Regions from separate parts of the Mus musculus genome. Here all the other regions are linked to region 1. A link is a contact called in public Hi-C and HiChIP or PLAC-seq data. All regions are on one chromosome and are shown on one strand. The core of a region is the stretch at or near the end of the contact, and the rest is flanking DNA. Distances in the headings are between cores, read along the strand shown.

Evidence for each region. HiChIP or PLAC-seq counts read pairs in DNA pulled down with a chosen protein or histone mark. A called contact is a pair of places that touch in the nucleus more often than the background predicts.
Region 2: a contact with region 1 is called in an H3K4me3 HiChIP or PLAC-seq map of craniofacial prominence, with 5 times the contacts expected there. The contact joins the enhancer-like site here to the promoter of Kctd12 in region 1. A contact is called at or near these places in 7 of 39 promoter capture datasets (cranial neural crest, embryonic stem cells, frontonasal cranial neural crest and 3 more), 11 of 115 datasets of contacts at active chromatin or transcription factors (VIP interneurons, craniofacial prominence, embryonic forebrain and 7 more) and 1 of 9 other capture datasets (embryonic stem cells).
Region 3: a Hi-C map of uterus shows a contact between it and region 1, with 4 times the contacts expected there. The contact joins the enhancer-like site here to the promoter of Kctd12 in region 1. A contact is called at or near these places in 3 of 39 promoter capture datasets (hippocampal neurons, liver and second pharyngeal arch cranial neural crest), 6 of 484 Hi-C or Micro-C datasets (cerebellar granule neurons and uterus), 9 of 115 datasets of contacts at active chromatin or transcription factors (astrocytes, craniofacial prominence, embryonic forebrain and 6 more) and 1 of 9 other capture datasets (embryonic stem cells).
Region 4: a contact with region 1 is called in an SMC1A HiChIP or PLAC-seq map of large pre-B cells, with 10 times the contacts expected there. The contact joins the enhancer-like site here to the promoter of Kctd12 in region 1. A contact is called at or near these places in 7 of 39 promoter capture datasets (the 3T3-L1 cell line, cranial neural crest, frontonasal cranial neural crest and 4 more), 1 of 15 datasets of contacts at CTCF or cohesin (large pre-B cells) and 6 of 115 datasets of contacts at active chromatin or transcription factors (SST interneurons, craniofacial prominence, embryonic forebrain and 3 more).
Region 5: a contact with region 1 is called in an H3K4me3 HiChIP or PLAC-seq map of neural tube, with 5 times the contacts expected there. The contact joins the enhancer-like site here to the promoter of Kctd12 in region 1. A contact is called at or near these places in 8 of 39 promoter capture datasets (the 3T3-L1 cell line, cranial neural crest, frontonasal cranial neural crest and 4 more), 1 of 15 datasets of contacts at CTCF or cohesin (large pre-B cells), 3 of 484 Hi-C or Micro-C datasets (embryonic stem cells, nephron progenitors and reprogramming fibroblasts) and 8 of 115 datasets of contacts at active chromatin or transcription factors (SST interneurons, craniofacial prominence, embryonic forebrain and 5 more).
Region 6: a contact with region 1 is called in an H3K4me3 HiChIP or PLAC-seq map of embryonic forebrain, with 6 times the contacts expected there. The contact joins the enhancer-like site here to the promoter of Kctd12 in region 1. A contact is called at or near these places in 4 of 39 promoter capture datasets (cranial neural crest, frontonasal cranial neural crest, liver and 1 more), 1 of 15 datasets of contacts at CTCF or cohesin (large pre-B cells), 1 of 484 Hi-C or Micro-C datasets (uterus) and 10 of 115 datasets of contacts at active chromatin or transcription factors (VIP interneurons, craniofacial prominence, embryonic basal ganglia and 6 more).
Region 7: an H3K4me3 HiChIP or PLAC-seq map of neural tube shows a contact between it and region 1, with 7 times the contacts expected there. The contact joins the enhancer-like site here to the promoter of Kctd12 in region 1. A contact is called at or near these places in 4 of 39 promoter capture datasets (the 3T3-L1 cell line, frontonasal cranial neural crest, hippocampal neurons and 1 more) and 7 of 115 datasets of contacts at active chromatin or transcription factors (bone marrow-derived macrophages, cardiomyocytes, craniofacial prominence and 4 more).

Annotation. Positions count from the first base shown.
Region 1 is chr14:102,980,833-102,984,291 of GRCm38.p6, reverse strand. It overlaps Kctd12 (potassium channel tetramerisation domain containing 12), which reads left to right and starts at 1,655. Exons shown (of 1, transcript NM_177715.4): 1 at 1,655-3,459. The coding sequence starts at 1,852. The coding sequence ends at 2,835. It overlaps Mir5130 (microRNA 5130), which reads left to right and starts at 1,660; the gene lies at 1,660-1,743.
Region 2 is chr14:101,982,772-101,986,230 of GRCm38.p6, reverse strand. It overlaps the pseudogene Gm5854. Among named protein-coding and RNA genes, the nearest start is that of Gm41232, 190 kb to the left of the region's middle. Within about 2 kb of position 1,665, at least 26 of the 459 cell types and tissues checked have an H3K27ac peak or open chromatin away from gene starts, as enhancers often do. A contact at or near this core is called in craniofacial prominence, where this site is marked.
Region 3 is chr14:102,013,388-102,016,846 of GRCm38.p6, reverse strand. No RefSeq gene overlaps it. Among named protein-coding and RNA genes, the nearest start is that of Gm41232, 160 kb to the left of the region's middle. Within about 2 kb of position 1,731, at least 6 of the 459 cell types and tissues checked have an H3K27ac peak or open chromatin away from gene starts, as enhancers often do. A contact at or near this core is called in fibro-adipogenic progenitors, second pharyngeal arch cranial neural crest and uterus, where this site is marked.
Region 4 is chr14:102,141,085-102,144,543 of GRCm38.p6, reverse strand. No RefSeq gene overlaps it. Among named protein-coding and RNA genes, the nearest start is that of Gm41232, 32 kb to the left of the region's middle. Within about 2 kb of position 1,608, at least 4 of the 459 cell types and tissues checked have an H3K27ac peak or open chromatin away from gene starts, as enhancers often do.
Region 5 is chr14:102,160,501-102,163,959 of GRCm38.p6, reverse strand. No RefSeq gene overlaps it. Among named protein-coding and RNA genes, the nearest start is that of Gm41232, 12 kb to the left of the region's middle. Within about 2 kb of position 1,964, at least 6 of the 459 cell types and tissues checked have an H3K27ac peak or open chromatin away from gene starts, as enhancers often do. A contact at or near this core is called in neural tube, where this site is marked.
Region 6 is chr14:102,215,024-102,218,482 of GRCm38.p6, reverse strand. No RefSeq gene overlaps it. Among named protein-coding and RNA genes, the nearest start is that of Gm41232, 42 kb to the right of the region's middle. Within about 2 kb of position 1,727, at least 32 of the 459 cell types and tissues checked have an H3K27ac peak or open chromatin away from gene starts, as enhancers often do. A contact at or near this core is called in craniofacial prominence, embryonic basal ganglia and embryonic forebrain, where this site is marked.
Region 7 is chr14:102,289,883-102,293,341 of GRCm38.p6, reverse strand. No RefSeq gene overlaps it. Among named protein-coding and RNA genes, the nearest start is that of Gm22347, 38 kb to the left of the region's middle. Within about 2 kb of position 1,786, at least 2 of the 459 cell types and tissues checked have an H3K27ac peak or open chromatin away from gene starts, as enhancers often do. A contact at or near this core is called in neural tube, where this site is marked.

The DNA.
Region 1 (3,459 bases), core at 406-2,905:
ATCCGTGAGAAGACTATCAAGCTCATTGGACAGTCGCACAAAGGGTAGACATCATTATTAAGACAAAGATCTTTCTGGGCTTATTGTGATTGACAGCCTGTCCTTCAAAGTGATCTGATAACTGTTCAGATGGCCAACCCTTTGCCTCTTGGCTGCTCTAAAGGAGATGTAGGTAGTCAGCCTTGAATTCTCCACAGCCTGATGCCCAGCAACGTATAAGAGCATTTATTAAAATTGTGGTTTTTCAGAGTCTCCTCTATCTTGGGCTTCTTGAAGCCCTTATCTATTTATTCACCAAAAACCAACGATCAGATAACAGACCACAAATTTGAGATTTCAGAACGTGCCAAGTGCAAAGATGGGAATTTGAAGAGCAACCTGTCTCATTCCCCTGGGAGACCATGGAAGGTTTCCCGGCAGTGGCAGAATTCTGTGGGCTGAAATTTGTGCATGACTCCAAACGCTGAACAAGTAGGAGTCCATAGAGAGCATGGCTAAATCTGAAGGGCCTTCAGACCTACACAGCCTTTCTTCTCTGGTGGACGGTCTTGTAAAGTACAGAAGAGAACGATGGAGGGAGGAGGAGAACACGGGTTACTGGACCTTTAGAACAGTTATGCATGGGCTAAAAGTAAATTATTTTCTATACGTGCATTAACATTTCAAGGAACAAATAAAACATCAGCGGAATTTTAGTAAAATAATGAAATACTAGTAAAATCATTAAATACTAATAATACGAATAAAAGAAAATATTAGATTGGAATTTTCTGGTGCGATTTACAGATGGCTGAAAGCAACCGGAGGCCTCACGTCCCACTATTGGAGGCGCTTATTAGCTTTTCTTGCCCACGCAGTGTAAGCCCCTCCCCCCCCCTTTGTGTCCACCCAACTTCCTCTCCTAGTCATTTCTGCTCACTGCAGTACTGTGTTGTGGTTTCCTAACCAAAGACTTTATGCTCTCGCAAAATAATCTAACAGAGCATTTTCGCGAAGCATTCGCTTGTGGTTTCTAGGGATTTTTCGAGGCTATACGCTAGTCACATAGTCACGTGAAAAACCTTTGGGTGGTCTGGACTTGAAGGGACCGGTGCATCCTTTCCAAGTTAGTGTCTCTTCAGAACTTCCAGAGACCCGGGGATGGATCTCCAACAGCAGCGCTCTGCACTGTTAGAAGCGGGTAGGTCTAGAGGGCGCTAGCCGCAGGCAATCAAGCTTTTCCACTCTGCCAGAAAGTTTCCAACCCCTTCTGGAGTCCCCGGGTGCCGGCTGCGGTCAGCCGAGAAGGGCGGCGGGAGGGGAGGTGGGAACACAAGAGGATCGCTTTAGTGATCAGCCTCCTGGAGAAGCGCCTGGAGGCTCTGACCCACTGCGGAAGAGGAAGAGGAGCTGGGCCCGGAGCGGGTGGGCGGACGGGCGGTGACAGTCCGGTCGTCCCCCGGAGCGCGCGGGTCAGGGTGGAGCCTGCAGCCCCGAGCCGCGTCAGCGTTTAGCATGCAAATGCATTCCCCGCTCCTCCCCCACCCCCACCCCGCCCCAGCCCTCCCCGCCCCGGGAGCGAGCTCAGCGGCTCCGCAGCCGCCCACCGCCTCCTGCGCGCCGCGCCGCCCAAGCGGGCGGCTCTACTTAAGCGGCGCGCGGGCCGCGACCCGCCACTCGCCTGGAGCGCGCGGGCGAGGCAGGCGCAGCGCACCGGGGCTCTCGTGGGCGCACTGCTGCGCGCTCGCACCGCGCGGCTCTCAGTGGCCGGCCGCCGCCTGAGCGCAGGGCTCCCCGATAAGAGCCGCTGGGGCTTCCGATCGCGACCCCGCTCCCTGCCACTTGGCCCATCCGGGCCACCTCTTTTTGGCCATGGCTCTGGCGGACAGCACCCGAGGATTACCCAACGGGGGCGGAGGCGGAGGTGGCAGCGGCTCGTCGTCGTCCTCGGCGGAGCCGCCGCTCTTCCCGGACATCGTAGAGCTGAACGTGGGAGGGCAGGTGTATGTGACCCGGCGCTGCACCGTGGTGTCCGTGCCCGACTCGCTGCTCTGGCGTATGTTCACGCAGCAGCAGCCGCAGGAGCTGGCCCGGGACAGCAAAGGCCGCTTCTTTCTGGACCGGGACGGCTTCCTCTTCCGCTACATCCTGGATTACCTGCGGGACTTGCAGCTCGTGCTGCCCGACTACTTCCCGGAGCGCAGCCGGCTGCAGCGCGAGGCCGAGTACTTCGAGCTGCCGGAGCTCGTGCGTCGCCTCGGGGCGCCCCAGCAACCCGGTCCGGGGCCACCGCCGCCGCACTCGCGCCGCGGGGTGCACAAGGAGGGCTCTCTGGGCGATGAGCTGCTGCCGCTGGGCTACGCAGAGCCCGAGCCGCAGGAGGGCGCCTCGGCCGGGGCGCCTTCGCCCACGCTGGAGCTGGCTAGCCGCAGCCCGTCCGGGGGCGCGGCGGGGCCCCTGCTCACGCCGTCCCAGTCTTTGGACGGCAGCCGGCGCTCCGGCTACATCACCATCGGCTACCGCGGCTCCTACACCATCGGGCGCGACGCTCAGGCGGACGCCAAGTTCCGGCGGGTGGCGCGCATCACCGTGTGCGGCAAGACGTCGCTGGCCAAGGAGGTGTTTGGGGACACCCTGAATGAGAGCCGGGACCCCGACCGGCCCCCGGAGCGCTACACCTCCCGCTATTACCTCAAGTTCAACTTCCTAGAGCAGGCCTTCGATAAGCTGTCCGAGTCGGGCTTCCACATGGTGGCGTGCAGCTCCACGGGCACCTGCGCTTTTGCTAGCAGCACCGACCAGAGCGAGGACAAGATCTGGACCAGCTACACCGAGTACGTCTTCTGCAGGGAGTGAGCTCCCCACGCCCGCCCCTCGCCACTCCGGTGCCCACTTCCCTTCCTCCCCTCGGGGGACAGGATTATAGATGCCCTCGCTTCCTCCCTGTTTCCCGATTCCTTCTGCCCCCACCCCCAGATCTCCTAGTAGGTCACCCAGACCCGTCTGCACCCCACTTGCGAATCTGCAGCCACAAATCCTCTGGGCGTCTTCATCATCTTTGGACCCCACTAGCCGAGAGAGTGTTCTGATGTAGCCCTTCACTCATGCTTCCTCTACTCCTGGCCTCCAACCACCCTTCCCCCAGATTGTCGTGATCTAGTGGGACAGTCACCAAGTACCTGGGAATGACTGAATTGATCAGAATCGGATTGCACGGTGTCCGGCGTGCAGTTCGGACGAGTCCTTGACATCTTAAACCCTTTGACTCCATAGCGGTTTCAGAGATCAGAACTGAGAGTGCTGTGTGGAGAGAGTGCTTTAAAAGGTTGTTAGAGATTTGACCCTCATTAGAAAGAGAGTTTTAGACAATTGAATGGTAGACCGTATGCTGGAAGACCCCAAGGACGCAGTTCAGAGACTGTAAATAAAGAGATTTTTTTGTTTGTTTTTAAAGTTACAGGTAGAAGTAAATTCTAGTAC
Region 2 (3,459 bases), core at 416-2,915, 1.0 Mb after region 1:
ATGGTAAGTTTTCAAGCGTTAGTGGGTTAATAAGAACCACAGTGCTCTTCAAATTGTCAAGCATCCTCTGTCAGTGTTTTTAAAACTCCATCCCAAATGCCTTTGGCTTTTCTTGGCCCTCAATTCCCTGGGATTATTTGTCAAAGAACAGTATGTAGAAATACAAGCGAAAAGCAAGCACTTCTTGACATTTAGACAGAAGCATGCCAAATAGATTGCAATCATATCTATGTATGGTTTCTATTCCAGTTAGAGACGACCTGAGCTGTAAACCTTAAAAAGTAGTCACACAGCCAGGGCATTCACCGGCAGCAAGATGCCTTACTATGTGATGCACCTAAGATGGGAACCTTGACTCTGGAGAGAGAAGAAGGGTGAGTTGTTTGCTTTATTGACTCTAAGGCCAGCGTGTCTCATTGAGAAGAGGGGTGGCAGCTATCACTTGCTTTTTCTGTGAAAATTCTAGGAACTTGGAGTTTCTCTATATAGGCATGTCTTAAAATATGGTTGTAGGCAAGAAAAGTGCCCCGCATCTATAATTCTGGCACTCAGGAGGCGAAGAAAGGAAGATCTTGAATTTTATGCCAGCTTTATCCACATAGCAAGATTAGGTTTTAAAACAAACAAACAAACAAAAATGATTGCAAGCATCAGGCTGGTAAATTAGTATTTTATATAACTTTGAGTATAGGCAATAACTAACAATAAATAACTTACACTTACAAGGAATGACAAAAACTAACAACAACAACAAAAACAATAATAATAATAATAATAATAGTTTTGATTGAACTATAATTATATCATTCTCCCTTTTAAAATCACGACCTCCTTATTTTTAGTTTTGATTGTTACATATACAGAAATACGTACCTACAACTTGCTCGGTCTGTTGAGCGTTCCTTATATTTATATGATTTCAGGGCCGACCACTTTGTATTAGGTAACTAATGGGGGTGGGGGGCCTCATCCCTAGGAAAGACTGTTTCTCGTCCTCTCTGAGACCATTAGCTGTCTGTAGTCCCTTGTCTTTGAGTGGGGACCAGTGAGATTTCCACGTTCCAGGCTAGTGTAGCTACTGGTGTTGTGCATGTCCCGGTCTTGGCTAGGCAGCCATGTTGTTGAGGTACATTGGTAGCTCTTCCCTGTAGTTTCTTCCCTGCCCTGTCACAGATTCCCTGTTCCTCCAGACCTTAGAATTGTTCCCACCTCATCTTCCGAGAAGGTCCCTGAGCCTTTGGTGTGGAAATTATGTGTATGTGCACCAACTGGGGCCAGACATCTCATACATCTCTGCATTTTGACCACTTGTGGTTTTCTGTTATGATCTCTGTTGAAAGGGAGTAAGCAGAAACTAAGAAATTCAGAGGAATACAAAATGAGTCATATTTGTCTTAGACTTCAGAATTACGCAGTGCTCTCAATATAACTCAATACTTAATTCATTGAATGATCTGCACCTACCAGCTGATTAAGGACCCTTAATTACCAGGAAGCACTTAGAAAATGTGAAGAGCTGTATAAATGTTAAGGGCATTATCGCCAGAAGTCTCTCCAGTGCTTTCTTCCAGGCAAGGCAAACAGCTCTTTGTTCCCATCTGTTTTGTGTTTGTTTTCTCCCACCATGAACAATTCGTTCCCACTTGTAATCTTATTTTATTTACTTTGCAACTCAGAACTAATCCTCTCCAGGGCTAGAGGAGGGTATGCTGTCTCTGAACTCTACCCTATAAGGAAGTCTGCTGACAGCCTGCCAAGCATTGAATTGTGCTTTAAAAAAAAAAAAAAAAAAATGCATAAAACACAGGATTCAGTAGAGAGGAGGAGATAACCCAAAAATGGCATTTTCTGCCAAGATATAGTCAGGACCAACTCTCTGTCATGGAGGAAATGACATGAGAGGCGAGAGAGAGACAGAGACAGAGAGAGAGAGAGAGAGAGAGAGAGAGAGAGAGAGAGAGAGAGAGAGAGAAAGAGAGAGAGAGAGAGGAAGAAAGAGGAGGGGGGAGGAGGAGGAGGAGGAGGAGGAGGAGGAGGAGGAGGAAGGAGAAGAGAAACGAAAAGATAAAATGCTAAGCCTGGTAGAAGCCAGGCAGAACTAAGTTACAAAGTTTGAATACAAAATTCAGTGTTCTAAATTACCCTACCCTCTAAGGTAGCTTTCTGTCGTGTCTGTCAATCTAATGCCGATATTTGCTGTCCCTCTATATTCTTCTTCGCTACCTCTGTTTTATGCAGATGCAAACAACTATCTTTTCTAATGCAAAACACCAGGACCCAGATGCAAAAGCTATCTTTTCTAGTTTCTCAGAAGAATCCACCTTGTTGCCCTCAGACAGAATGAGATGTGCAGCTTTTGCTGGTGATTGGTCCGCTGAAGAGACTGAGGGCAGAAGCTGATGGCAGAGCACAGACAACAAGCAATTCAGAAATACACGGAGCTCATCTTGTTCCCCAAATCCTCTCCAACTACACTGCTGCCTGCCATCTCCACACAGCCTGAAAATCACAAAATATTCCTTCTTGCCATATAGCTGCTGTTGAGACTTTTTTTCTACCTGGAAATACCCACTGGGTCTCATGCTCTGCCCCAAGCAACTTACTCCCTTTCCCCCAAGAGATATTATAGAAATAAATCATTGTTTGGCTTAATAGCTTCGTCTTAAATGTAGACTATATTGGGCATAGTCTACTGTGTTGTATCTACACTAAAGAGAAACTGACATACTGTGCTGTAGTTTCTACAAGACTTCCTATTTCTGCTTTGAATCTTCCCATTATTCTCTTCTCTCCTTCCACAGTCACTGACATTTTCTAGTAAAATGAAGAAAGTAGCCACTCTAATAAAACTCAGAAGGCTCAGCCAAAGAGCAAGCAAAGCTGAGAGCTACTCCAAACTACTGCCCTTGACTTTTCAAGACTCTCACTTTAAGGACATGCTTGCCAACTGTCATCTTACAAGAACATTACTATAATGTTGGTTTGGGGAAATTAATTTGGAAGAACTAGTCTCCAAAACAAGGGCTGGTGTTATTATTACATTGTCATTCAAGCATTCTGCTGGGTAGCATGAATCATTTTATTTGTTAGTTACCAAAGTAGATGATAAATTATCTATAAGTCCTTTGTTTCCACTTAAACATCATTCCATATAGCCTCTACAATGCATTCCCAATGGGCCCAAGTGTATAACACACACATACACACACATACACACACACATTTGAGGAGAGAGAGAAAGAAAGAAAAGAAAGAGAGAGAGAGAGAAAGGAAGGCAGGCAGGAAGGAAGGAAGGGAGGGAGGGAGGGAGGGAGGAAGGATAAAAGAAGCTATTATATGATATATATCCATTAAAAGCCCAAGGCAAGCCCCATTAAATGTTTTCCTTTTTAAGAGTTGCTAATCAGGCGGCCACTTACTTATCCCCCACAATTCCCTCTTCTTTCTTTCTCCAGCAGC
Region 3 (3,459 bases), core at 482-2,981, 970 kb after region 1:
CCCTAAAGAAACTGCCAGTCACTCAGGATGTATAGGTCCAGAAACAAGGTGCAGAGCCAAAAGGAACATCTGGGAAGCAATCCAAAATCAGGGCTACCATCTGCCTCTCCTAATAAGGCCACCCACCCCACTTTTTAAAACTTGAAAATAAACATTGTAAGACTGTTGTGATGAATAGGAAAACATAAAGGACAGCTTATATTGTTGTGTTTCTATTCCTCTTGTCCAGATGATGCCATTACCTACTTTTCCATGGCTCCTGACAACCCATAATAGAAAGCAATGAACTCGGTCTCCATAACAGAAAGCCATGGACTTAGTCCAGAAATCAAGGCAGTTTCCCAAGACACAACACCTACATCCAATAGGACTTAAACACGTATTCACCTGGGACTGCCCTTCTTCTCTCTTTCTCCTCTTCTGTGAATGGCTTTGCCTATCTTGATCACTGTGCTTTGCTTTCCTGACATCCTGCTGACCACCGTCCTTGGCATTTAGTGTTCAACAAAGAATAGACCAGAGAAAACCCATTCTAGTCCTCTTAAGGTAATCATGAATAAAAAAGCTGGCATTTTTAGCAGGTTTCTGTGAGTTCTTGAGTTTGAGGCCAGCCTGGACTTTCATTTTTTATTTCTTCCATTAAATGTATTCTTTAAAAAAAAAACTGTGTATATTCAGTTATATACAATAATCTCATTATTTAAAATACTAAATTTCTCCCAAGAACTCCAAATACATTACAGATGTTATAAGAATTCTCACACCAAATACCTTGGAACAAAAGGAAAGCAGACACTGTAATCTTTACAACTAAATCATTATACAATTTCACTGGAAAGTTTACATGATTGTTTCTCAATAGGCCTCCATGCAAAAATCTGTTTCTTTTTAAGAAAATTAAATTCTAATAATAAGTGACAATTTTCTGAGCTTAGTTTCTAGCAGTCTTATGATCAAGTTCCAAGACAGCCAAGGATCCATAGAGAGACTCTATGTAAAAAAACAAACAAACAAACAAAGAAACAAAAACAACAAAAGAACAGCCATTTTAGAGACAAAACACAATAATCTCAAAAATAAGACTGTGGTATGATTTTTTTTTAACTTAGCCCAGGGAAGATAGAAAACTAAAATATGACTTTTGGCTGAGTGTATCCAGTTTCATGGATTTAGTTGATAGCATTTGTCTGGCAGAATAGAGAATATTATAGAAGGCAGCAGAGGAGAAAAGTGAACTGAAGGTTTAAATAGAAGATGACTTCAATTTCTAGCAATGAAGCACATAAAATTTCATGAAGGGCCATGAGGAAGGCATCAAGGCAGAGCGTGGGGATCAAAGATGACATCACTCTAGCAGCTGGGTCATGGAGGCAGGGGAGCAGTGGTGGTTATAATCATGGGTAGATTCCAAACAAAGAGTGAAGGTTGCTGCTGCGAATAAGACAATCCAATAACGTTGCAGACTTTAGCCAGATCACGTAACTACTGGGAAAATGCCTTAAGGAACATTTTTTTTTTTTTAAGAAATGCTAAAGAGAAAAGACCAAGTGTGAGGTTTGGCAGAAGCTCGTGGCTGGCTGAGTTTGACCTTTGAATAAGTCTGCTGAAATTGACTCTGTGACGTCACTGATTCGCATAAAGAAAAACTAGAGCAAAGGTCAAGCTGAGTCTGCAGGTGTGGTAAGTCCTAAAGAAGACAGGAGGAGATGAGGTGTAGGCTGTGCTTCCCAGAAGATGGCATTAAAGATTGTGTGAGGAGGCCCGGGTAAGGCGCTACATCCGTAATGCTTGCACGAGGGGCACGTGAGTCAGTGATTTAACATGGCTATAAATGACGGCACCTTGAGTTTAAGTGTAAATATAAATATGCCAAGCATTAAATGTCTATATAAATATAAAAATGATCAAGCTAAATTACAGCCTGTACAAAGGCATGTTCCCTGCAGTCTCATTGTTTGGTGAAACTAAACAAGATAATAACACAAAGAATGATCCCTTATAAGTACTTACTGCTGGACATAATGCCTAAGGCTTTCTCACGTGCGTTCTCTCACCAATGCCTGAAATTTATGAGGTCGCTATTCATCAATGAGCAAACAAGGCACGGAGAGGCTACATTAGATATAGAGCAGAGCATAGAGACTAAGGCAAACATTACCCAAAACCTGTGCTCCTAAGCAGTTTATCGTCTCACCTACAGCCTGTAGATGTTCTGTTTCCTGTGCCATGAACAGTAGTGGTGAAAGGGGCAAGGCTCGTGCAAAGCACAGGGAAGGGCATCAGCGAACTATGGAGTTCACTCATAATAGAAGTTGGCATCTCATGGGAGAGAAATACAGTTGTGAGCAGTTAGGGCTGTCGAGTCAATGCCATATTGGCTGGGAAGCACTCTTCCTTCTTTCAGGTCCCCCAGCTTCACCGTGTGCCCTGAGTTTGGACTCCAGCCAGGAACTAGGAGTAGAAAAGAAAAAACCAAATGTCAAATGCAAGCTTTCCATAAGCTTCTGTTGAATGTTTGTGCTTGTGTCCTTCCACGAGAAGGAAGAAGACAGGATCATCTAGTCTTGCAGTGATGCAGAGAGATGCCATTGTCTGCATAGGCTCATGGCTTAGGAAACAGAAGAAAATAGATTTGGAGATGGTAAATGAAGAATCATGGTCCTGGTTTGAGGTTTTAAAATGTGGTGGGGAGACTGAAAACACCTCTCATAGTCAGCCTCTTGTTGATTGGTAGGAGGGTGTGTAATACCATAATCAATAACGGAGTAAAAAACATGAGACGCACACAAAGGGAAGGTCGTAGAGAGGAATGGACAAATATGACTGAAGAATCACTGTACAGCAGTTGGATTATGAGGCTACATTAAACAAACCATTACAATAATGGGATTTAAAAGTCATAGTTACTGTAAAATATAATAATAATTCTGAATTTCTTTAAACCCTGTAAATATAAGACATAAAATATTCAAATGAATTTAAGTATTTCTCCACAGGCTGTGAAAACACAAGTCACTCAAAACAACAATTAACACTCCAGCCAATATTCTTTGGGCTTAATGATGACAGCATTTAAAGTAATATTCTAATTCTTTCCAGATTTTGAGAAGACCATGTTGGGAAAAGAAAGAAAACAAGTGTGGGCATCTAGAGTAGTCAGGGTCTAGAATAAGTCAGAGTCTTATTACTGAACCCCAGGCATAAGGAACACAGCCTGGAAGTCAGTTGTAGGCTCAAGGTGAAGATTTTTTCCAGAGAGCAGGAAGAATATAACATGGACTCAGACTGGACCATCTGCCTGGGCGATTTGTTCCCTGAGAGTCCATGGGTTTTGCCCCCACCTCACCTGAATGGAGCAACCAGCCTAGGAGAGTCTGACCTTTGGCCATGTTTACAGAACCTGTCATCTGGTACAAGAAATAGAAGGATGATGAGTCAGACCTTTTGACACCTTAGTCA
Region 4 (3,459 bases), core at 359-2,858, 840 kb after region 1:
TTTTTAAATCTGGGTCTAGATTTTCGGTTGTGTTGGGGTGCCCAGGACTAGGTGGGGTGGGAGTGCTGCGTTCTGATGATGGTGAGTGGTCTTGATTTCTGTTAGTAGGATTCTTACATTTGCCTTTCGCCATCTGGTAATCTCTGAAGCTAGCTGTTTTAGTTGTCACTGTTAAGAGCTTGTTCTTCAGGTGACTCTGTTAGCCTCTATGAGCAGACCTGGAGGGTAGCACTCTCCTTAGTTTCAGTGGGCAGAGTATTCTCTGCAGGCAAGCTCTCTTCTTGCAAGGCAGGTACCCAGATATCTGGTGTTCGAACCAGACTCCTGGCAGAAGTTGTGTTCCACTCACTAGAGGTCTTAGGATCACGTGTGGAATCCTGTGTGGGCCCTTGCAGGTGTCAGGCGACTCAGCTGGCAAGGTAGCCGGGGCTCGAGTGGAGTGGAAGGGGTTTGTGCCCCAGATCAAGCCCGGGTAGCCTGCTTCCCTATGTACCGCAGTCTCAAGTTCCACGCGATTGGATTGGGGTAGGCGCTGTGTTCCACTCACCAGAGGTCTTAGGGTCCCGTGGGGAGTCCCGTGTGGGCCCTTGCGGGTGTTGGGCAAGACTCTGCTGTCAAGGTAGCCCGGGGCTCCAGTCTCGAGTCGAGCGGAAGGGACTTGTGCCCCAGATCAGGCCCGGGTAGCCTGCTTCCCTATGTACCGCAGTCTCAATTTCCGTGCGATTGGATTGGGGCAGGCACTGTGGTCCACTCACCAGAGGTCTTAGGGTCCCGTGGGGAGTCCCGTGTGGACCCTTGCGGGTGTTGGGCAAGACTCTGCTGGCAAGGTAGCCCGGGGCTCGAGTCTCGAGTCGAGCAGAAGGGACTTGTGCCCCAGATCAGGCCCGGGTAGCCTGCTTCCCTATGTACCGCAGTCTCAAGTTCCGCGCGATTGGATTGGGGCAGGCACTGTGGTCCACTCACCAGAGGTCTTAGGGTCCCGTGGGGAGTCCCGTGTGGGCCCTTGCGGGTGTTGGGCAAGACTCTGCTGGCAAGGTAGCCCGGGGCTCGAGTCTCGAGTCGAGCGGAAGGGACTTGTGCCCCAGATCAGGCCCAGGTAGCCTGCTTCCCTATGTACCGCAGTCTCAAGTTCCAAGCGATTGGATTGGGGCAGGCACTGTGGTCCACTCACCAGAGGTCTTAGGGTCCCGTGGGGAGTCCCGTGTGGGCCCTTGCGGGTGTTGGGCAAGACTCTGCTGGCAAGGTAGCCCGGGGCTCGAGTCTCGAGTCGAGCGGAAGGGCAAGCCCCATTTCTTATGTTAAAGTACAATTTTATAGATTTTTATAGCAAATGGTGAAATTTCAAGTAAAAAGGTCTCAAAATACCTCATAATTTAAGATTGCTTAGTGTCTTAAAATTTAAAAGCCACTAACAGAATTCAATGTAGGAATTCTAAATTATACTAATGCATCTCTAAATATCACATGAGGAAAAAAAGAATTATCAGCAAACTGAAAGGAAGTCATGAATGTTTCAACAAAGTGAGAAGTTTACGGCTCTCCTACCACAGAGATAAAAAGGGTTGTGAGTTAATCACCCATTAAAATTCCAGCAATGTTACATTGCCAAAGGCCAGTGAGTCTTCAAGCTCTGCTGCCCACAATCTAAACAGTTCTGCTCTAAACCACAGCACAAAGGAAGAGGAGGAATCTCCAGCAAGAAGCTCAAAGGCTCAACCCCTTTATAACCTGGTACAGAGGATTTGTGTATGATGTGTTATCCGAGGCCACATAGCCATGACTAAGTGGAAAATTTTAAAATAAACCATCACATAGAAAGGCAAAATGTCAAAGAGCACAATGAAGATGTTTAATGGGAAGTATTTCAAATCCTAGAATTTTCAACACCAAAACTATCAAAAATATATTTGAAAATCATTTTTCAAATATTTTACATAGTAATTAATTATACACTTGCATGTAATGTTTACAAAGTAATAATTTTATGGACTACTTATAAGGATAATACTGGGAATAGTGCACAGCTAGAAGAAGAATGTACTACTAAAATTTCATCAAATTACCCTGACTCATAGAAAGCATATATAAAAATTGTACTTATGGTGCAATAAAAATTATAATTGACAAGTCATAAATATTATAATTATCCCAGCATATATATTATCTCATATTTCTACGCATGTGTGTGGTATACTTATTTAATTTATCCACAGCTTTCTAAGTATTTGCTTATGTATATATCTCTGCCCCTAGCTAGTGAGTACACTAAAGACTTGGGTGATGAGTTTTCTCTTTGTAACTCCTTTAAAATCTGGGCTTCAACTGAAATTAAACGAACAATAAATTGATCAAAACCTTTCTTTCTTAATATTCTGATATCCATTAAAATTAATTTCCAAATTAAGATAATGTCTTAATTATCTTAATGAAGTGATACCATGAATGTAAATGAACAGGTCACTGGCTTTTAAATTTCATACAGATTTTATACAGCTCTCTTTCCTTCTTATCCACAAAGCTTGTAAATAAACAAGCTCTCACAATATGAGGCTCACTGAATCTATTGCCAGGGAAACAATGCAGTTGCCTCTTCCAGTGGCCATGCACCTCCCTGTGCTGCTGCTAGTTTACAATTTTAAAAAAACAAAACCCTTGGCTCATTCAGCAAAGTGTTGATCTTCAGTATCTATCTACACTGTGGCTGATGCTTAGCAGAAACTTCAACTTGTAATCTTCCGCCTGAGAAGAGTAGTAACTACACATCAAATATCCTAACTACAAGTGTGCTAGAGAAGTGTTTGGGGTTGATGCTTGCCTTCACCAACAGTTTTCCTCCCAAACAAGTTATGTACCATCTACTATTGCTCACGACTGAAAATTACACCAGCATCGTTGCCATATTTAACTATAGCTGGGACGCACCCCTTGTCATGATGATTATTGAAGTTTTCAAAGTATATACAGTAATACCCCTGCAATGTGTAATGTTTATAAACCAAACTCGATTTGTGTGGGTATCTTCAACTCATGTTGTCTTACCCATCAGAAGTAAATTATTTTGAAATAAATACTGATAGTCATTTTTAAAAAAAATTTATAAGATGTTTTCTTTATTTACATTTCAAATGTTATCCCCTTTCCTACTTTCCCCTCTGAAAATCCCCTAGCCCTTCTCCCCTCTCCCTATTCACCAACCCACCCATCCACTCCTGCTTCCTGGCCCTGGCAGTCCCCTATACTGGGGCATAAAACCTCCCAAATCTCCAATTCCAAGTTTCTGTTTCTAGTAAATTTATAATCTTGGTCTTACCTCATCCTATAATAGTTATTTATTTAGGCACCTAAGCCCATAGTAGTCCAATTTCCTTCTTTTCCATAATATGAAGAAGAGTTCTGGGGCCAGAGAGATAGCCAAGAAGACTTGATACTCTTGTGTAGGATCAAGAGTCCATTCACAAA
Region 5 (3,459 bases), core at 715-3,214, 820 kb after region 1:
CAATACAGTTGGAGGAATTCTTTGAGAATAATGGGAGTTCTGAGAATCTTTGCTGGAAATGAGCAACCAAATGAACCTGAAATTCTACAGGAGGCCTAAGGGAATCCCATGTGGAAATACAACAGTAGTGTCATATCTCTAAGGGCAGTCAAGTGAGAGACTTTCTGTCCCTGCTACTCCAAAAGTCAAATGCGCACTTGAAGATGACACAACTCTGTCACTCAGCTGTCCAAAAAGATGGACACCCATTTGGCATGCAGATTTCCCTCTTTTCAGTTAATGGTCCAGTGAAGTCAGGGACAGTTTCCATGCATATTATAGAAAGGAAATGACCCTAGTAAGGGCTCGACACTACTTGCCACTGCATGTGCCAGGATTTCATTTGTAAATGATGGGAAAAGTTGGAAAAATTGGCTCTGAATGTTTTGAAACCTATTTTCCCATTCTATCAGGAACTGCGTGTGTTCAACATTCTTACTGAGGCCTTAGGAACCCATGTTAGCCCCTCCCCTCAAAGTCCCTTCTCACCTATGTAATAATTATCCAAAATCACTGAAGAATTATAAGTGGAAACCCATAAACAATCATCATTCTCACATTCTCAGGTTTTGAATTTTGACTGATTGACTTTGTCATTTTCTAGGTGACTTTGCACATGTTATCTTTGATACAATGCATTTTTCCACACGATGTTGACATAAAGTCAGATTCAACCAAATTCAGCTGCTGGAAACAGTGGTTTGTTTATCAGATAGCCATGGTGCACACAGGTTTGGACTTTGACAAGCAAAAGCTAGGTTCTCAGTATTTATGTCCATGAAGAAGCCACAGGTTGCTTTTTTGTACTATTTATAGCACTGACAATGTTTACCACCAAATCTCTTTCCTATGTTTACCAATGCCGAACCAGCAGAAACTAATCACTTAGGCAAAAATTTGAAATGTGACATATTTTAAATGCTTTTCTTTTATATTATCAAGATAAATGGCTATCTGAACCAGTGATTCAAAATGAAAAGGAAGTGTGTGTTTTATTCTTAGAGAATGAAACTGGAAACAAACTTTCAGCTTCCTTCTGCTTTCTTCCTCATCATTTTCACCCATCAAGACACCAAAAATCTCTTGATTTCTTCCTTGTGCTCCAAGAAAGAGGATGACATTTTCTTACCCATGTGTGTGCATATAATCTCTTCTTCTTATGTGTGGTAAAAGAATTCAATGTCATAGAGAGTGCATTTCAATAAAATTAATATGAGTGACTTTTCTTCTATGACTATTTATCAAAGAGTTAGTGGGATTTTACTCCAGCCTCCTTTTTGGCTCTCTAGCCATGGGATCTCCACCAAATGACTACAGATAGTATGTGAAACACAGTATAGACTATAGAGAGTAAATTGCACAATAATATACAGTGTTCTCATCTTTAAGATAATGGTTTGAGGACCATTGTGAGGAAAATACTCATGAAGAGAGAGAGAGAGAGAGAGAGAGAGAGAGAGAGAGAGAGAGAGAGAATGAATGGCCTAAGAGAATACTTCATGAAATTTCCCAAAAGCTTTTAGGACAACTTTTCTGAGGAGTGTTTTACTGTGTAGGTGATTAACAAAGTTATTAACACAGCCAAAGGGTTAATTCTTAAGGAAGAGGATACTAGTTCTGTTTGTTTATTTTTGTTTTGTTTTGTTTTAATTGTCCTTCTGGTGGACACTGCTCTTACAGTCTTCCTGGAAGTTCAGAAAAAAACCCAAGCTCAGCTCCAGCTGTAGCCAGTCAGCTCAAAACTAGGCTGGGATGCATGACACTGTCTCAAAACTAAACAAACAAAGCCGTAATCATTTGTACAGTGGTGCTTTTAGAACTATTAAATGCTTTTCTTTGTTCTAGCTCCACTCCTTCACCCTCTGACATGTACTGTGTCTTTATAGACAGTCTCAGCTGTACTTTGTCTTTTCTCAATCCCTTCTATATGAGACCAGGACCTTTTGTAAGTGTCCCCTGAACCTTAACATGACCATGTGAACAGCTTTTAAGGAGGAATGGAGTTTTACTCAGCCATAAAATAGAATGATCAATTGATACATGCTATACTCTAGATGAACTCTGTTCATTGTTCAGTGACATGCACAGAGTGACTAATGGTTTGAATTGCCTGATGCACACATCCCTAGCCATGGAACAGGAGACTGACACTGCACATCCATCCAGGAAACTCAGAAAAGTTGTTCTCTAGATCCACATGAACACTATGGTGCATGAACACACACGCACACGCACACACATACACACACACACACATACACATGCACACATGCATATTAATTAACATTTAAGCAGAAGCACACATAGAAGAAAGTTATATATTAATCAGTTGAAGAGAATATTGCCACAAAGTAATATTGGGCAGCCAACTCTGCATTTTCCCCAGGAACTATGACCTAGTACTTACTAATTCACTCTTCCAGCTGAAGTTACAGAATACAGCATCATGACTGATGAGAATCAGTTGTATGCCAAAAAAAAAAAAAACAATGTCTGTAAATATTGGCACATAATAAAAATAAAACTACTTTCATGTAAGTAAGAATTCTTTTAAAAGCTCCTATAAAACCAGATGATGTATTTTAGTCAGAAGTCACAAAGAGAATTAATCTCTATGTAGAAAGCCATAGAAGATGTATAAAAACAAATCCCTTGCTAAAAATGGGTACTAAGCATGTAAAAAAGTTGAAGGATTTCTGGCTTGTAAAATAAAAGCAAGCATTTCATATTTCTGCTGTGCCAAACAAAAATTAATTTTAACATATACTACCATCTAAGTAAAATACCACTATAAAATAGGAATGGAAACTGTAAAAATGCATCTGTCATAAAGAGTTTATGGCAATCTTGAACCTTACAACTTCATATTCCAGGTCTTCTGATGAATCCAATTGGTTCTCTTCATTGCCCACATCTACTGCATTAAAAGACTAAAGTATTGCTATTAGAACAATATATTCCATTCCCTACCGGCAAGGGTATTATTTTTGTATACCTTGTGTCTTATTTTTACAATATATCATAAGACTTTATCTTATTCACAGAGATGTGGCCTCTTTGCTATTGCTGATATGGCATAAACTTTTGAAGCCTTTTTATCACCAGTTTTATGACTTCGTCTACATTTTTCAAATAGCTTAGCAAAGAAGTGCCTACAGTTTCACAGCAATTCTCACAGATTCCAGAATCATATTCTCTGAGCTAATATGATGTTCTGAATAACAAATGCAGTTACATAAGCCTCACACAGGTCTACTAATATCAAAATGATAACTGCTAGATATGTTTGCTCTTTCCAAAGCACACGTTAGATTAGATTGGCAGAGCTATACATGCTTATGCTTTAGAGGACCACTTGTTGAAAAATAGCAAAGGAAGGAAGCTGATTCTCATGTTGGCAGCCATGTTTGCTCATTAACT
Region 6 (3,459 bases), core at 478-2,977, 770 kb after region 1:
TATTAGCAAAGCAACCCATTCTTAGCACCTAATGTGTACTATTTACAAGTACTATTCTAGAGTCAATAATCCATTAGCTAGAGACATTGTACATGGAACTATGTTGATGGAAAATTACATTAAATATGGTAAGTGTTATATAGGGTGATAGTTCCAGAACTGAGAAAAGGGTCTAATGGTCAGTCAACAACAGTCTTCCTGGGGAAGCAATAGTTATAACAGGTACTGAATTGATTAAAAGAATGAAGGGAAGGGACACTATGGGAGCCAAGGAAAAAACAAATGCAAAAGGGCTGAGATGGGATGAATTTGACGTGGGCAAGGAACTCAGCGAGCAATGGAGGTGTAGAAGAAGATGCTTTGGGGAAAGGAAACATTGGTTAAGTGATGTGAAATTTAATAGGTAAAGATAAATAATTTATAGATGCTGATTTTATTCTCTTTGCTACAAGATGCTGTATTCCCAAAGTTTCAGGGAAAGAATGATGACACCAGACGTAAGCTATAGAGAGTGGAATGGCAACAAGGAGTCTTCCCCCATGATGAGAATACATAGAAAGCAAAGGGCTATGTGGTATATTATATTATCCATGGCAACAGACATGATAAAAGGAAAACAGAAGTGGCCAAAATTTGGTTATCTATATCTATATATCTATACCTATCTCTATATCTACATCTCTATATCTATCTCTATATCTATATCTATCTCTGTTTATCTCTATCTCTATATCTATTCTATCTCTATCGCTATCTCTATATCTATTCTATAGCTATATCTATATGGAGATATCTATATGGAGGTATATATTTGGATATATATATGGATGTATATATATATACATATATATATATATATAATTTTCTGAATAATAAAATAAGAAAGATAGAGATAATTTCTAAAAAACAGCCACAAGAACTTGCTGATGCACTTGCTGAGGGGAAAGGGGTAAGTTGAAGAACTTGACTTCTCTGGTAATGGAATCTCTCTGGAACTGTAAACTGTAATAAATTCTTCCTCTTATAAGTTGCTGTGGTTATGTCTTATCACAGCAAAGGAATCGCATCTAAGCTGCAAGTTTCTGTGACTCTTGGATTAAGGAACAAAAGGAAATTTTATGGTTACCAGGGTGCAAATGATGGTAATTCTATGGGTTAGGCATCGTTTGCAGACATGAGAAATAAGAGCTGAAGAGACTGTCAGGGAACACTTCAAGCACTGACCATTTGGCTTCATTATCCATGTAAATCCCCTGCACACAACTAATGTGGATGAAAAAAGCGAGCGACTGGGGTAAAGTAGCCTGACTTGCAATCTGTAACTGAGCAGCAGAGCAAGAATTTGATCCCTTCCATCCCAAAATACAAAAGGTTATACAATCCTAGGCACTAGGCTACAGTGTCATCAATGTGACTGCTAACTAATGCCTTTTTAAATATCATCAGTGAAAAAGGGCATATTCAAAAGTATGGTTGGAAACAGATGAATGAACTAAACAGTACACAAAGCATAGTTTATGATATTTTACTTAATCCCTGGTAAGTCTATGCTGTAACAAGAATTATGTCATTTAGCTCTTAAAAGATTTACGTTAAGAAGTTGGTAAATGCTAGAGCCATGATTGCAGTTATCTTAAAATAACTCGCTCAATTAGCCTTGGTATGTGCAGAGGGGGCAGGGTGGAGGGATGGGATCACTGTGAATGATGCACAGTGTTTGGCATGCTAACAAGAGCTATAAAGCAGGACTGGGAGATGTCAGCATGCACACACACCACCGCACAGCTGCTGCTTGCAAATTGAAAGAAAAATATTACCAGGCAGGCATCAGGAGCGGTAAAGCAGAATTTTAACACTGCCAAAAACCTAAAGACTAATCAGAATGGAAAGGAAAAAAAGAAATGGGCCAAGGATCATATTCGATTGCAAAAAAACTGAAGACATTAAATGATGTATTTAAGCATATTGTGAAAAAATCAGAAATAAAATGCTGAATTTAATCACTTAGGTGGCTGCCTCAGATAAAATTCAGACACATTCCATTATGACGTAGTTTCTTTATGCCACAATGTTCAAACAAAATAAAGGAAAACTGATTTCTCCATTTTGTTTGCTAGCACATTCACAATCTCTCCTAACACAAGGTCAAAATAGGAAAAAAAAATCTCATCTGTGCATTGACTAGGCAAAAGCTCTATATTCTAACATCTGTTACACTAGATCTAGGCATGCAACCAAGCATCACTTCCCATGTGCAAAGTGACAGAATATTGATACACACATAGTTTGAATGTTATAAAGGTGAAGGGGGCTAATACAGGTGATGTGCACATAAGAAAGCACTCAGCAAACAATAGTTATTTCTAGATCCTGCCCTGTATGATATGTGGGCAAGTACAAAGAAAAAGTAAAACCCACATCTAATGGGAAGCAAGATAACATAAAGAGTCAATTCAAGGCTCCAGAGATGCTCTGAGAGAAGTACCTGATGTCCAAGTGTGGATCCCCAGAATCCAGACAAAGCTGTTCACAGTAGTGTGTACATCTTGTGTAAATCCTAGAAACACAGCAGCCATATGAAAAGCAGAGACAAGAATGCTTTTGAAGCTCACAGGCCAACTAGCCTAGGGAACACAGAAATTAACAAGAGACCCTGATTCAAATAACATGAAAGACAGGGACTGTAGCCTGAGGCTGTCCTCTGACCACTCTGTACACACCATACAACACATGCCCTTACTTAAACACACACACACACACACACACACACACACACACACGGGGGGGGGGGGAGAGAGATTCAAGTCAACGCAGATTGAGACTGAATAGTGGTGGAATTCAGGAAAGGAAGCAATAGCATGTGGGCATGTGGGGTGAGGACTTATTAGGGATGGTTCAAAGAGAATATGAGAGAGCAAGAAGCAGAAGGAAAATAATAAGGTTCCCCTGTCTGCCTGTTGTAGCTGATGATGTAGTGATGGCATACAGCTGAACCGAGTCACAGCCCTGCTGTGTCTTTCATGTTCCCTCATTCAGAAGTACACAGAACTAAAGTGGAAGTGGAAGGTCAGCCCGGTGGTTCAACCCCTTGAAGCATTGAGAAGTTAGCTGTGTTCCATCACATGAATAGTCCACAAAATAATCACATGTTTGTTTCTTAAGATAAGCAGCAGAGTTTTAGGAAAAATTTCCCTTTTAGAGTATTGGTTCCCAGGTGTTGAACTGATTTCTGGTTTCCAGTTGGGGAAATGACCACTTGGGAATTCCACTTTTGGAAATGTCTTAGCATGGGATTTGGTCTATCATGCTTGATATTATTTCTTCAGTTGTTGGGACAATACAGATAATTTTTATTAAATTATTAAAATTCATCCAAATCAATTATTTATTATATCAGTTACTATAATATTTTGTGAGAAATTAAATGTTTTACTCATGAAATGTGCTTTTCTCTTATGT
Region 7 (3,459 bases), core at 537-3,036, 690 kb after region 1:
CCTCCAAGAAAGTTCTCTTTACTACAAACTGAGACCACTACGTAAAAAAACACAACCAGTCAAAGTGTACAATTGTGGAGTATAGTTTCTTGGAGTAGATCTACAAAATGCTTCCATACCTAAGACTCAAGAAACATTGCACAGGAAAGGTTAGAATGATTGTAAGAGACAGGGGATCAAAGATTTTGGTATGAGATGATGTGTCCTAGTAACATCAGAAGCTACAGTTATGCCAAACTGGATGAGAAAAAGCCCACAAGGCTCCAATCCTGCACAAAGGACTACAGGTTAATATAATGAGGAAAGGCAGAGTGAGAGAGGTGGTCTTCCTCATGGAAGAACACACCAATTGTTTGTCCAGTGTCAAATGGTCACCCTGAAAACACACATACAATTAACTATATGGACTCAACAGGCTGTATTTTAAAAGTATATGTGTGTATATAAATACATATAGGCACACAATAATAATTAGTGAAAAAGGGGTCCATAAATTTGAAGAACAGGGAGGGATATACAGGAAGATGTAGGAGGAAAAGAAAGGGAGAGATGTAATCAAATCACAGTCTCAAAAAAAAAATAGACAAAAAGAAACCCACATCATATGAATATATAACAATTTCAAATAGTTAAAAAATAAAATTAAAACAACAACCACAAAGTAAACAAGCAACAACAAAATGTACTGGATTTAGTGTTGTGTTCCTGTCATCCCAGGCTAGACAGGAAAAGCTCACAGACTTGCTGTCTCCCTTCTTAACCTAAGTCCTCTCCTTCTTCTTCTCCTCACATTGACTTTACCAGAAAAAGGAATAACTTGTTTGCTTGTTTCTGAACACAATTCTGTCATCTCATGATGTCTTTACTAGGATACATAACTGGGTTGTTACTCGTGAAGGTGGTAGTGATGATGGAGTGGTGGTGGTGGTGGTGATGGTGTTAGTGTGTGTTTGTTTGTGCGTGTGTGTATGTATGTGTGAGTGTGTGTGTGTGATTTTTGTTTGCATTGTTTTCTTCTACTTTAGAGAATGAGAATTTTATAAGACCAGAGACAGTCATCCTAACTCAGAAATTTTGACACTCCCGTCATTGACTGACACATGATTAGAGCTCAATAAATATTTTATGAAATAATAAGCAAACATAAAAGCAAATGAAGTATGCTGAGGCCTGATAAATTCATTGTATTGAATATGTTGAGAAATATGTTGAGGTCTTAAATTCATTTGTATAGTAGTTTGTACACTGAAACTAAAAAGAAATTTCTTTTATCTTTATGCATAGACACACACACACACACAAACTGGTCATTTTTATATGTGGTATTTATTTTTTCTTCTGTCTACACTTTTTTTTGTATTTGGAACTTGATTTCAACATGCAAATGAAGTATAAGATTACTGTAGGATAAGACCTATTTTGTGCACATATCTGTATGGCTTTAAAATCAAATACTAAAAATCTGAAAAGTTAATCATGATGCCTTTTGTAAGGTCAGAATTGTTATGCATGGCAGCCCAGGGACAGGTTCTAACAAGAGTTTTTCACAAAACTAATCTCACAGTGGTTGGAGAATTCAAGGCTTACATCCTATTTGTATTTTCCTCTTTAAAATTCTGGAGATATTTCTACTGAGAGCATAGCAGCAGAACACAAATTTCCATAAATTGGTCCACGCAGGGGGATTTCTAGACTTTTCTTTTCTCCCTCTTCTCTATTGCTGGGTTTAGAGGGTCAAAAGACTCAGGGTTCAAAACTGTGATCTACTGAGACTATGGATTTGTCACCATGGCAACAAGCAAAATAAATCAGTAAGCAAGGATAAGAGAAAATACACTCCTCCATTGTCCTGCAACAAGCAAGTTATCAATGCAGCAGAACTCTTTCCAAATAAGACAGCAGTCCTATTGTAAAGGTGACTAATGCCACTTCTATCCCTCTACCTTCTGACATTTTCTTCTGCTCTAAAAATGGAACTACTTAAATGACTGGGCATTAATTTTGAGGTAGTCCATACTTTACTTGAAATTGCAATTCTACCTAATACTATCAATTTCTCACTTTAGTGTACAAACTATTCAAGGCTAGATTAAGTATAATTGGAAGTTAATGATTTCTTTTTGCCTAAGTGGGTTGAAGCATACGAACTAGAAGAAACATTTAGTTAGCAAATATGAACAGCAGAACTTAGAATACGTTTTGCATGTGAGGAATCAGTCAAGCAGTCTCAGAAATGTAGTTGCTCATAGAAAGCATGCTGGCTCACTTGAATCTGGAAGAAGCAAAGGAACTGGATGAAGAGTTGGGCATTCTACCTTCTTTCATTATCAGCAAACCTATCTGATTGATAACCACACAAGGTTGCTCCCTATGGCATACAACGGAGTGGTAGTGACTATGCATGTAAGGGTTATGACATGGGAGTGCTATAGTGGCTGACAGCAGAGCTCTGAACTATAACAACTATTAGTTGTAGCATCACAATTTAGATTCAATAGTCCACAAGGGAAGAGATTATGTATTATTTTTAAAAATGTGATTGTACTTGCTATTGAGAAGATGCTAAATAAATAAATTAGAGGATGGATGGATGGATGGATGGATGGATGGATGGATGGATGGAATAAAGAGCCTATATTGAATAATCTATCCACTAAAGTTCACCTTTTGCTTTTGATAATGACATCCAGAGACAAATTTTTAAAGGATGTAGATTAACTTTTAATGAGCCCACCTAAAATAAGAGTGGATTTTTAAAGGCATTATATTTTTAAATCCCCTGAGTCTAGTATCCATTAATGTAATAATCCTTTAAGGTGACAAAAATCATAGACCAATTATGCAGATATCATTGAACAGGCAAAGAAGAGTTTATTCAACATGAATGCAATAAGGAGAGAAATCTAACTCAACTTCCCTGACAGAATGACAGAGTAGAAGCTGGTAAGAGCTAATAGGAAAGGCCACAGAATGTTAGAGAGCTGCCCAGGCAGTGAGGCTGAGCTGTTTGCATTTCTATCCCCTGAAGTTGGGCTCCTCTCCTGAGGCAGAGATGTAGAAGTACTGTCTTTAATGATAATTTCATTTCAAAAGGGTAATCCCCAGATTCTTGGAAAAAAAGTATTCCTATGCTGTGAGTCTGTGAGCAGATTTGCATATCAAAGGAGAAGAGAAAAAGTTTACAGATGCTTGTTGTCTGAAGCAAAGGCCTTAGGGAAGGGAAGGTTAAAAGTCTCTAAGTAGAAATTTGGTCAGACTGATAGAATGTTTATGACACCTTGGTCATGGTGGAGACTTCAATTTAATGAGGAAAGTGAATCACATATCAAATCCAATGCCAAGTGGTCAGCCCCAAGGACACACTTATGTACAGACACATTCCTAAATATATAATGCAACATACTGAGGTTTCATTTATGTAGTAAGGAGTGTGTGTATGTGTGTGTGTGTGAGTGTGTG